2 separate regions of the Cyprinus carpio genome follow, and region 2 is linked to region 1. Evidence: chromatin contacts called from public Hi-C data. All regions are on one chromosome and are shown on one strand. The core of a region is the stretch at or near the end of the contact, and the rest is flanking DNA. Distances in the headings are between cores, read along the strand shown. Region 1 holds the start of LOC109054263 (C-factor-like). Region 2 holds the start of LOC122136875.

Region 1 (6,421 bases), core at 3,689-6,188:
AAGTGTGGCTGGGATGCTGCGTGTCATTGCCAACCTTACTGAGATGCAGCATGGAGGATTCCTGGACTACACTGGAGAAACTGTGACCTGGTAAACTAGTTCAAGGTCACTTTTTAATAAAAGGGCATTCTAAATCATAAGCACTTAGGGATAAGTTAAAGGCCATAAGAGATACCTCACTCAATAAGAAAAACCTCATGCAAGTTTGAAACAACTTAAGGGTGTGGAAATTATGACAGAATTTTCTTTCTTGTTTTTTTTTTTTTTTTGGGTGAAGTTAATTTCAGGCCGCAAGGGTTTATGAGAGACACAAGATCATTGTATACTGTTTGGTATTTCATACAATAAGACACTCAATAAAGCAGTACTGTCTCTTTTTTACTGTATGTGGCATGACTCTGATTACCAATTACATACACAGCTGTAGTTCAGTTTCAGGTAGGTAAGTTAAATAAAACCCATCTGTTGTGCAGTATGTATAACAAGTATAACAGGTAAATCTTAGAGATAAATCGCAGCTAGGCAGAACAAAAATACGCATAGGTGAAAGATGAGAATAGGCCAGAAAGTGATAATCAACCATCTCATGCATATATACATACAGTATATACCTGTCTTTTTTGTTTTCAAATGGTATTCAACAACAGCTATTGAACTGAATTAAACTGCTATTTAACCGTTTAATTAAACTGAAATTATGTGGACTGATGGATTAAACAGAAGCATATTGATTAAAAACCTCAAGCTCGTGTCTTGAAAGGTTGACATGATTGCTAGAAATCAATTTCTCTACAGGGTAGTTTTTGCTTGAGTTTTATTTAGCTTTCAATAACTGAACTGGCAGCACAGGCCTAATGCTACAGGTCAAGCTGAAATAAAGCATAGCTTCACTCTGTCTGCATCCGTTCATATTTTCTATTTGTTCTCTCTCTCTCTCTCTCTCTCACTCTCTCTCTCTCTCTCTCTCTCTCTCTCTCTCTCTCTCTCTCTCTCTCTCTCTCTCTCTCTCTCTCAAGACAGATGATATAATATAAACATAACTAGTCCGAAAAAGGGAATGAAATGCCCGAGTGGATAGTATCCAAAATAAAAGTGGGGTGGGGTTTCCTTGTGGTGAGATGGTTCAGGAGATTTCACCACTCAGAAACAAGATGTTATTTTGACATGTGCCGGCGCTGCACATATATTTACGTTGAATATAAAGAGAATATTAATGTTGGTTGCAAGAGACAGAAGAGTAAAAGGCAGTTGCACACGGTACAAAAAGCGCAGAGCTGTTCAAAATCCTGACGCCCAAAGCGCCAGTCAAATTCACACAATGTTAATATACATAATGACTTCACCCTTGGCTGGAAGAGTGTAAAGACATTTTTAATAATAGCCTAGGCTACATTTTCTGCGGTCAAGCTGAAATTTCTCTGAAAAACTGTTGCCTTGCATGGTGCATGGTGTGCACAACTGCATGGTGTTTATCGTCCAGTGTGCATAACAGCTTATTTGAAAGTGGTTTACCGTCGGGTTTAGGTTTCCTGTACAAACTCTACGACAGTTGAGACACTGTAGTTGTTAGAGTGCTTCATTGAGACTGTTCCATATAGCCTATCTCTGCTGTAGGCTAATGCACGCAATGCAGTGTCGCAAGTTAATGTTTAGCAGGAGCGTCGATTACGCGGGGGATGGCCCAATTTTAATATCAGGTAAATTTGTCACGCACTTTTTCGGGCAAGTGTGTTCGCATAGAGGTTTACAAGAGCTTTCAAGGTGTGAATAAATATAGATTTAAACTCAAAGAGACAGCATAGTCTGTGCATGACTTGATGTTTTATTCTGACCCAGAAGGCGAGATGAACATCGAGGAGCGCTAAACACTCATGCAGTGTGTGTTTCATTCATACTCAAGGCCGGGGGTGCTCTAGCAAAAGCGTCCAGCTATCACTGTATGAAAACAGTTGTTTTCAAAGAAAAACAGAAACATTTGGATACATGAAGTCATTGAACATACGATTGCGACAATATGGTTTATTTTTGTTTTTCAAGTCATCTCCAGGTAATAAATAGCCTATATAAACATTAACAAATCATTATTATTGATTATTGTACAGCAGTTATCTGATTGCTAAGCCAATTAAAAGCTAGAAATTAGTGAAAAAAAATAAAGTTGCCTATACACTCAGTCAAAAGTTTTTGAACTGTAAAATTGTTAATGTTTTCTAAACTGTTTTCTATTTGAATATATTTTAAAATTATACTTGCGATTTCAAAGCTGAATTTTTAGCATCATTACTCCAGTCACTGGATCCTTCAGAAATCATGTTGATATTCTGATTTGCTGCTCAAAAAACATTTATTATCATGATGATGTTGAAAACGTCTGAGTAGAATTTTTTCAGGTTTCTTTGATGAATAGAAAGTTCAGAAGAACAGCATTTTTCTGAAATAGAAATATTTTTATTATAAATGTCTTTATCATCACTTTTGATCAATTTAAAGCATCCTTGCTAAATAAAAGTATTAATTTATATAATTTATTTTCTGAAAAATAAAAATTATTCTGACTCTAAGCTTTTGAATGGTATAGTGCAGGGGAGGCGTATTCCGGTCCTGGAGAGCCGCAGCCCTGCAGAGTTCAGCTCCAACCCTAATTAAAACTCATCTGCCTGTAGCTTTCTGGTAACCCTTCAGACCTTGATGAGCTTGTTCAGGTGTGTTTGATTAGGGCTGAAGCAAAACTCTGCAGGGCTGCGGCTCTCCAGGACCGACGTTCACCACCCCTGGTATAGTGTATAATGTTACAAAAGCTTTTTATTTCACATAAATGCTAACATTGGATCCTTCTATTCATCAACGAATCCTGAAAAAAATGTACTCAACTAAATAATAAATTTTAAATAATAATTATAAAAAAGGTTTCTTGAGCAGCAAATCAGCATATTAGAATGATTTCTGAAGAATGTGACACTGAAGACTGAAGAAATGATGCTGAAAATTCAGCTTTGATCACAGAAATAAATTACATTTTAAAATATATTCAAATAGAAAGCAGTTATTTTAAATAGTAAAAATATTTCACAGCATTAGTACTTTTGCTGTACTTTGGATCAAATAAATGCAGGCTTGGTGAGCAGAACAGACTTCTTTATAAAACATTAAAAATCTAACTGTTCAAAAACTGTATATATACAGTATATATAACATTTCTGCCCCCCTCACTTCTGAAATGATGGCTAGGCCCCTGATGTTTAGCTATTGTGGGGTTAAGTACATAATATAGACATCTCACAAACTGAAGTCGTTGTTACGTAAATCATAATTTCTACCTCTAATCAGCACAGGCTCCTTGTGACAGAGACGAATGGAGCTGAAACGAATTCTGCAGCACGATCCCAGAGGAGAGTAAGACTCTGTCATTTTTGTGACTACACATGCCCAACATCCTTTCGTTTATAATGAACGACATGAGTTGGGAGGTTGAATTATGTCTTTGACTGCGTTATCTTGATTTCAAAATCCGGAGTCTGGTCAATGTTTGCATAAGGAAACTTAAATAAAATAGAATTGTAGTGATTAAGAGCTCTTGCTATGCTGTAGCCTATAGCCTAATCCATTTTGAATCAAAGTTTGGATTTGTATACTGCTATAGGACTAGATGGGTCATTCTTCAAGTGGGTTGGAAAATGAGAGGCAGAATTTGTAAAAAAAAAAAAAAAAAAAAAAAAAAATCCCTGTTTGTTTTTTGTTTTTGTTTTTTTCTAATGAAATGTATTGCTGTGCATTTAAAATGAGCTTAAATGCAATATCCACTGAAATAGAAGCTTAAGAATATTTTGATTTTTAAATAATTTCAACTAAACTTCTAGACTAAATGTGAGCATGTATTAATTCATCTCACTCACAGAGAAAAAAAAGGAAAAAAGAAAAAAGACGTGGACCTTCTTCAAGCAGCTACGTTACTGGAAAATACTTGCAGCACCTTATCACTGCTAGATCAGTTCTAGAACATTAAAAGCACCGCACAAAGACTTGCTGCATCCTGGGGCATCAGCTGCCGTTTCACTCAGAAACGCGCACGACCTTTAAAGCGCTTCTTTGATGAAACTAGTGAGGACCAGCGTCTCACAGACCCCGAGAACAGTTTCAAAGTCGGTGTGTTTTACGCTTGTATTGATCCAGCTTAAACAACGTTTCAAAGGTTTGGATACAATAGCGAGACGATTCCGCTTTTTACGTCCACGTGAACTCCTAGCTGATGATCAGTTGCGTGCATTTGCCGAAACATTTGCAATGACCTACAACGATGATATTCCCTCCGAATTTCCATCACAGGTGCTTTCCTTTCGAAGTGCCATGCGGTCAGAAAAAAAAAATGTAACGGGCTCAATTAAACATCTGGCAGAGCCGCTGATTCTGAAGCATATATTCGTCCAAGCGTTGTGGCTACTGCCTTGAAACTTTTTTTAACCATCCCTGTGACAGTGGCAAGTGGCGAGAGGTCTTTTTCTAAACTAAAACTAATAAAACCTGTCTGAGAAGCACAATGAATCAGGGCAGGGTTTCCGAACTTGCGATTCTCAGCATTGAAAACCAGCGTGCAGGTCAGATGGACATATCAGACACTGATACATTTCACTGCTTGTTGTATGTCATATAACTTGTTCGTGACAAATAAAATCTAGAATCTTGAATTGGGAAGGACTTTGAGCAGACAAATGATAGGAGAAAGGGACGTTTTGGACGTTTTTAAAGTGAAATGCGTTATTGCATTCTTTCACTAGAAGCTCTTTATGGCACGGCACTTGTACTCGCAGTTTTGATTATGCAGAGAGGGCCCCGCCTTTCACTCTTGAGGGGGGGCCTGCGCAGTTTGCTCTATGCCACTGGTCGCAGCATGAAGCAAAATGCATATTACGTAATGTTATGGGGCGTTGCTTTCACTTGGTTGCACATACAAAACAGTTTTACAGGTAGACACATCGAAGCAGATTGCCAGAACATGGCAGCAGTGAAAGCATGCAATATCTTGATCACTGGAGCCAACCGGGGCTTGGGCTTAGAAACTGTTAAACAACTCACAGAGGATTCTTGTCCAAAACGTCATATTTTTGCTACCTGCCGTGACCCAGATGGGCCAAGGTCTGAGGTGAGTTGTAAATAACTAACACAAATAGAAACACCAGGAGAAATCCAAATATGCCTTGTTTAATGTATATTATCTTTCTTAGCATTGAGAGAACTGGCAAAAAAGCATCCAAGTGTGATCACTATCATACGTCTTGGTAAATGTGCATGTGTCCTTCTTTGTGCGTTTTAAAATACAACTGGAAACAATGCAGATGTCATTGATTTCTTATTGAGATTCGGTAATATTATTACTGAGACAAGATATTTATTATGGAACTGTAGAACTGCTATTTGTTCTATTACTTCTAGATGCTAATGATCCATGCAGTATCAAAGAGTCTGCAAAGGAAGTGGGGTCTCTACTGGGAAACAATGGTTTGAACCTGCTTGTGAATAATGCTGGCATTGTGGCAAATGGCACCATTCAGACCAGCAGTGCCGAAGACATGAAAAACACCTTCAACACCAACGTGATAGGACCCTTATTAATCATTAAGGTAATGTAGAAAGCATAGTTAATAGTTCTGAAACAACAGTTTGTCTTTAAAAAAAATTAAATGTGTTGGTGCAGTGGCATTATGTCTAAACATCTAGACTGGGCCATTTACTATTGTAAAGAGACTACTAAAATTAGAGCTTTTGAGGAAGAACTAGTCACTGGATATGGCAGATTTTGCAAGCTTCATAGTATTGTACCAAAATAAAAGCTTAAAACAGTTTAACTGGACACTGCTGCACCATTGTTATTTCTCTTTATTGTTTTGTGTATAGGAGTACCTACCATATCTACAAACAGCGGCCAAAGCCAGCGGGACACCAGGCATGTCCTCTAATAAAGCAGCTGTCATCAACATCTCCACTTTGGGGGGATCCATGAGCACAATGCCTTCCTTATATAAACAATTCCCAGTGTTGCCATATTGTGTTAGCAAGGTAGACTAAAGTCCTGCTTTGGCACAAGTTAAACTGGATCTTACTCATTGACCGTGAAGTATTGATGGCATGAGTTGATGTATAACTCAAAGGCTATGTTTACATACCAGGCAGGTTTTAACATGCTGACTGTGTTATCTGCTGAAGAGTTAAAGGCGGATGAGATCCTCTGCATGGCCCTTCACCCAGGATGGGTGAAAACTGAAATGGGTGGAGAAAAAGTGAGTGTAGATTTATTAGTCAATTTTGTTTTATTATTAGCAAAAAAAGGAGGAAACATATCAAAATGAGCATATAAATACAAAATGTTTGAAATCTCTGAAACACTCTGAAACAACAACAGTCCAAAATGTCATGTATGATATACAGT
Region 2 (6,080 bases), core at 2,921-5,420, 760 kb before region 1:
ATGAAAGAAATATGTTTTAAAAATGGTGGAAATCAAAAGCACATGGTGCAACAAAGTGTGAGTTAAGAAATCAACACTCACGTCATCTCCAAATTATTAAGCCTGTCATCAAAAAAACACAACTTGACCCCAAAGAACTAGTTAATTATAGACCGATCTCAAATCTCCCTTTTCTGTCCAAGATACTAGAAAAGGTAGTATCCTCACAATTATATTCCTTCTTAGAGAAAAATGGTATCTGTGAGGATTTCCAGTCAGGATTTAGACCGTATCATAGTACTGAGACTGCTCTCCTTAGAGTTACAAATGACCTGCTCTTATCATATGATCATGGTTGCATCTCTCTATTGGTGCTATTGGATCTTAGTGCTGCGTTCGACACTATTGACCACACAATTCTTTTGCATAGACTAGAACACTTTGTTGGCATTAATGGAAATGCATTAGCATGGTTTAAATCGTACTAATATGACCACCATCAATTAGTAGCAGTAAATGAAGAGGTATCATATTGATCACAAGTGCAGTATGGAGTACCTCAAGGCTCAGTACTAGGGCCGTTCCTCTTCACGCTTTACATGTTACCCTTGGGAGATATCATCAGAAAACACAGTGTTAGCTTTCACTGTTATGCTGTTGATACTCAGCTCTATATTTCTTTGCGGCCCGGCGAAACATACCAATTTGAAAAACTAACGGAATGCATAGTAGATATAAAAAACTGGATGACGAGTAATTTCTTACTGCTAAATTCGGAAAAAACAGAGGTGTTAATTATAGGACCTAAAAGCTCTGCATGTAATAACCTAGAACGCTGTCTAAGACTTGATGGCTGCTTTGTCAATTCTTCGTCATCAGTTAGGAACCTAGGTGTGCTATTTGATAGCAATCTTTCCTTAGAAAGCCACGTTTTTAGCATTTGTAAAACTGCATTTTTCCATCTCAAAAATATATCTAAATTACGGCCTATGCAATGTCTAATGCAGAAATGTTAATCCATGCGTTTATGACCTCAAAGTTAGATTATTGTAATGCTCTATTGGGTGGTTGTTCTGCACGCTTAGTAAACAAACTCCAGTTAGTCCAAAATGCAGCAGCTAGAGTTCTTACTAGAACCAGGAAGTACGAGCATATTGGCCGGGTCCTGTCAACACTGCACTGGCTCCCTTTCAAACATCGTATAGATTATAAAATCTTGCTTATTACTTGAAGCCCTGAAAGGTTTAGCACCTCAGTATTTGAACAAGCTCTTATTACATTATAATCCTCCACGTCCGCTGCGTTCTCAAAACTCAGGCAATTTGATAATACCTAGAATATCAAAATAAACTACGGGTGGCAGATCCTTTTCCTATTTAGTGCCTAAACTCTGGAATAACCTCTTTAACCTGGCTTACACGCAATTTCGACCAAAGTGGGACCCTCAGAATGTGAGTTTAGAGCGATTTTGATAGCCATTTCCCCTGGAAATTTTGACACGTGTTTGACACGTGTCCTAAAGCAACCTTTTCCCCTGTAGAACTGTAACTGCAACACATCAGAACATGACTTTTATTTAAAACTGTCATTCACCACTGAAACAGGACATCTGTGAGAATAATGGAACTCGTGTTGGAGTGCTGTTTGCAGTTTAATTATAGTGTGTTATGTTAATTATAGTTTAATTAACATAACACACTAATACGCTTATAATATCCAAATCCGTTAAAGGATTTTTAGGCTGCATTAATTAGGTAAACCGGAACCGGGAACACTTCCCAAAACACCTGATGTACTTGCTACATCATTAGAAGAATGGCATCTATGCTAATATTAGTCTGTTTCTCTCTTATTCCGAGGTCACCGTAGCCACCAGATCCAGTCTGTATCCAAGTCAGAGGGTCACTGCAGTCACCCGGATCCAGTACGTATCCAGCCCAGATGGTGGATCAGCACCTAGAAAGGACCTCTACAGCCCTGAAAGACAGTGGAGACCAGGACAAATAGAAGAGCCCCAGAGACAGATCCCCTGTAAAGACCTTGTCTCAGACGACCACCGGGACAAGACCACAGGAAACTGATGATTCTTTTGCGCAATCTGACTTTGCTGCAGCCTGGAATTGAACTGCTGGTTTCGTCTGGTCAGAGGAGAACTGGACCCCCGACTGAGCCTGGTTTCTCCCAAGGTTTTTCTCCATTCTGTCACCGATGGAGTTTTGGTTCCTTGCAGCTGTCGCCTCTGGCTTGCTTAGTTGGGGACACTTCATTTACAGCGATATTGTTGACTTGATTGCAAATTATTTCACAGATACTATTTGAACTGAACTGAGATGATGACATCACTGAATTCAATGATGAACTGCCTTTAACTGTCATTTTGCATTATTGACACACTGTTTTTCTAATTAATGTTGTTCAGTTGCTTTGACGCAATCTTTTTTGTTTAAAGCGCTATATAAATAAAGGTGACTTGACTTGACTTGACTCCACCCAGTTCAGTTTTCACCCATCCTGGGTGAAGGGCCATGCAGAGGATCTCATCCGCCTTAAACTCTTCAGCAGCTAACACAGTCAGCATGTTACAACCTGCCTGATAGGTAAACATAAGGTTTGAGGTGTACATCATCTCATTGTGCCATCAATACTGTTTAGACATGCACTGAATTGAGTTAGGGTTTACCTATTGCCTTAGAATTACATTGGCGTACCTTGCTCGCGCCATATGGCAACGTTGGGAATTGCTCATATATGGAAGGCATTGTGCTGATGGATCCCACCACAGAGAAGATTTTCATGACAGCTGCTTTATTAGAGGACATTCCTGGTGTCCCGCTCGCTTTTGCTGCCATTTGTAGATACGGTAGGTACTCCTACATAAAAGAAAGATAAATAATTATTTAAGTAATTTTAACACATACTCCATCTGTCTGTCTGGCAAATCATTTTACTATTGTAGAACTGTATGTACTGTATGTAGCAGCTGACTTTAGTAATGATGCAGCAGTGTGTTTGGGACTAGCTGGTCTCACAGCCTGGCCAAACTAGTCCAGTCAGGGTGATCAAATAAAGCTTGTTTCAACCATCTTCATAACCTGTGTCCTGGTGACACAATATTGAAAGCCCCTAGCCTGCAGGCCATACCGGCAAATTACAATTTGTTGCTTTAAAACTCTTAACAATGCTTTCTATTTCTATCAGCTTTCTTTTTCTGTCAGCATTATTCACAAGCTGGTTCAAACCATTGTTTCCCAGTAGAGATCCCACTTTCTTGGCAAAGTCTTTGACACTGGATGGATCATCAGCATCTAAAAGTAACAGAACAAACATTAGTGCTAAAGTATCAAGCAATGAAATGATACCAAAAAACCACTGAAAACTCTCTTTGAAATTCTCAAATTCTCTCGCATTTTCAAGAAAATTTTAAATGTACCAAGTGCACATTTACCAAGACGTATGATAGTTATAACACTTGGATGCTTTCTCGCCAGTTCTCTCAATGCCTTTAGAAGATTAAATGCATAATTATACAAGGCACATTATAATATCTCCCTTTTTTCACTATTTGTGTTAGACTTAGACTCAGAATTTGGCACATCTGGGTCACGACAGGCAGCAAAAATATGCTGATTGGGACAAGAGTTCTCAGAGAGTTGCTTAATCATTTCTAAGCCCAAGCCCCGTTTGGCTTCAGTGATCAAGATTTTGCCTGCTTTCGTTGCTGCCATGTTGTGCTAGTCAGCTTCTGGCACCTAATCTGCCCCACCTTTGTTTTTTATACAACTCAAGTTAACTCCACGCCCATACTGCACTGGGGTATTGTACTCATGCAGCACATATGACAGAGAAAATTATAAATGATATGATCAGATGGTGAATCAAGAATACTATAATGACTGCTTGTTATTGCAACAATAGTACACCTGGTGGGGATATAGTGGTTGTTTATTCAAATAAAGTCTCTGTGAAAACTTAAATAGAAAACCCTCATATGCAATACATTGTTGTTTCAAAAAAAAATATTTGCACAACTCCCAAGTAGTGGAACTGGAAATTTTCAACAGCTTTTTTTTTTTTTTTTTTTTAACATTCAATGTCTAATAGCCTACCCTATTACCCTTTTGCAAAATGCCCAAGCTGCTTAACCGGGAGCCAGTGCAAAGACTACTAGTCCTAGTCCCAGTCAGGATCTTAATTTTGTACACATGGTAAACAATTTGTTTAGTGTGGATATGGAAACCCCAGTAAGAAGAGCATTGCAATAATTCTATTGTAGAGCTTTTAGGTGTTTGTACTTGGCAACATTTGGCAGAATCATGGTTTCCTCTAATTCTTCCAGTGATTAAGAAATGGCCTCTTTCTTGGAACTTGACTGATTTTGTTCAAGCACAGTCCATCTGAGGCCTGCCATGGCTTTTTAAACAAAACTTGATTCTTCACCTCTTTCTGCCTTATTCATCATCTGTTGTTTATTGGGACCCTATCTATTTTTATTATATTTCTAATCCCCCACGTCCCCGGAACGCAATTTCGACCAAAGTGGGACCCTCAGAATGTGAGTTTAGAGCGATTTTGATAGCCATTTCCCCTGGAAATTTTGACACGTGTTTGACACGTGTCCTAAAGCAACCTTTTCCCCTGTAGAACTGTAACTGCAACACATCAAAACATGACTTTTATTTAAAACTGTCATTCACCACTGAAACAGGACATCTGTGAGAATAATGGAACTCGTGTTGGAGTGCTGTTTGCAGTTTAATTATAGTGAGTAATTCTCTCTGTTAACCAAAATATGAGTTCACATCAGTTAAAGAGAAAAGTGTGTGAGCTGGTCAGATTCAATTCTAAAAATATCCCTGTTAATGTGTAGGCCGCATACAGTATTTACATTTAAAAAAGGGGTCATGGTCTGAAAAAACAAATTTTTGGAAAAGTGTGCGTGGGTGAGATGCTTTGCTTGACGTGCTTGGCAGCCTTTCGGTGAATTCACACATAGAAGCACGAGAGACAAGTCATCGGTTTGGTTGATTTTATTATGCTCGTGTGTTTGAATGGCACTGAATCAAGGCAGAAGTGCATTGTCATCACAGAGCTGCAGGACGATACATTCTCACTCACTCCTGTACTTCATGGCAGGACGAACAAATCCTTGGTCCATACATGCATGTTTTTTAGCATGCATGCCAGCAACAGGATATTATACTGAAAATGAGGCAGAAACATCTCAATAGATGGGGGAATAAAACAAATAAACCCACAAACCCAAAGCTGAACAGATGATCTTATCAAAGCAAACATCAAACAGAGAAAAGAATGACATTTTCTTTAAAGACGATGACTTCAAAATGTCACTGAAGACACAGAAGGATTGTTCCTAAAACCTCCTCTGAGAATAACCAACAGATGTCTTGGTAAAAGAATGAGAAAGATTGCGGATCATTCATTTGGTTCAATGGCCATTTAATAAGATCCTTTTTGGCAGCTTGCAAAGCAATATGCAAGTCCAGAGACAGTTGAACGGTAGAAAACATTCACAAAACGTACAAGCGCTGCCTTTCTGATACGGCTTGACGAATCCCAGGGTCCTCAGAGCAGCTGACAAGACATTGAATTTACATTTGAATTTACATGACACAGAGCAACAGAGATCAAACTCCGTCCACGGGCATTTGGCAGCGTGTTCCTTTGGCGGTCCAAGTTAAGATCGGCAGTGCTGGCTATTCAACATACATTCACATGCACAGAGACTAATACAAGGTACATCATAAATGCACTTACGTGGCCTCGGCTGTCTGGCATCAAAAATAATTTGACACATAAATCAAATGTAAATGAGTTTTTCCAAAGGTCCATGCGTTGGAAAGTCCTTTAGTAAGAAAATAAGGATTAGATTGCACTGTAAAAAGTGATTTGTTGCTTAAATATACAAAAGTTTGGAATCCATTTGCATTAATGTGATTTAAAATGAATCTGGTGTTTTCTTTGGAGATTTATTATTAATTTAATGAATTTTTAATTGTTACAATTGGTAATTGTTAATTTGATTTAAAAACTTTGACTTTATGCAGTCATTTAAAAGATTCAACAGATATTGTTCGTTGTGA

What was found. Hi-C and Micro-C count contacts between places; a contact is called where the count stands out from the background.
Region 2: a contact with region 1 is called in a Hi-C map of skeletal muscle, with 10 times the contacts expected there. The contact joins the promoter of LOC122136875 here to the promoter of LOC109054263 in region 1. A contact is called at or near these places in 2 of 8 Hi-C or Micro-C datasets (red blood cells and skeletal muscle).

Annotation. Positions count from the first base shown.
Region 1 is chrB3:14,216,055-14,222,475 of ASM1834038v1, reverse strand. It overlaps LOC109054263 (C-factor-like), which reads left to right and starts at 4,938. Exons shown (of 6, transcript XM_019071555.1): 1 at 4,938-5,137; 2 at 5,219-5,273; 3 at 5,428-5,615; 4 at 5,890-6,051; 5 at 6,162-6,272. The coding sequence starts at 4,991. It overlaps LOC109054264 (C-factor-like), which reads left to right. Exons shown (of 6, transcript XM_019071556.2): 6 at 1-381. The coding sequence ends at 94.
Region 2 is chrB3:14,978,804-14,984,883 of ASM1834038v1, reverse strand. It overlaps LOC122136875, which reads right to left and starts at 4,170. Exons shown (of 6, transcript XM_042721466.1): 1 at 3,562-4,170; 2 at 3,425-3,483; 3 at 3,157-3,284; 4 at 2,688-2,906; 5 at 2,465-2,569; 6 at 204-344. The coding sequence starts at 3,704. The coding sequence ends at 321. LOC109052204 (potassium channel subfamily T member 2-like) reads right to left here. Exons shown (of 30, transcript XM_042719837.1): 30 at 5,285-6,080.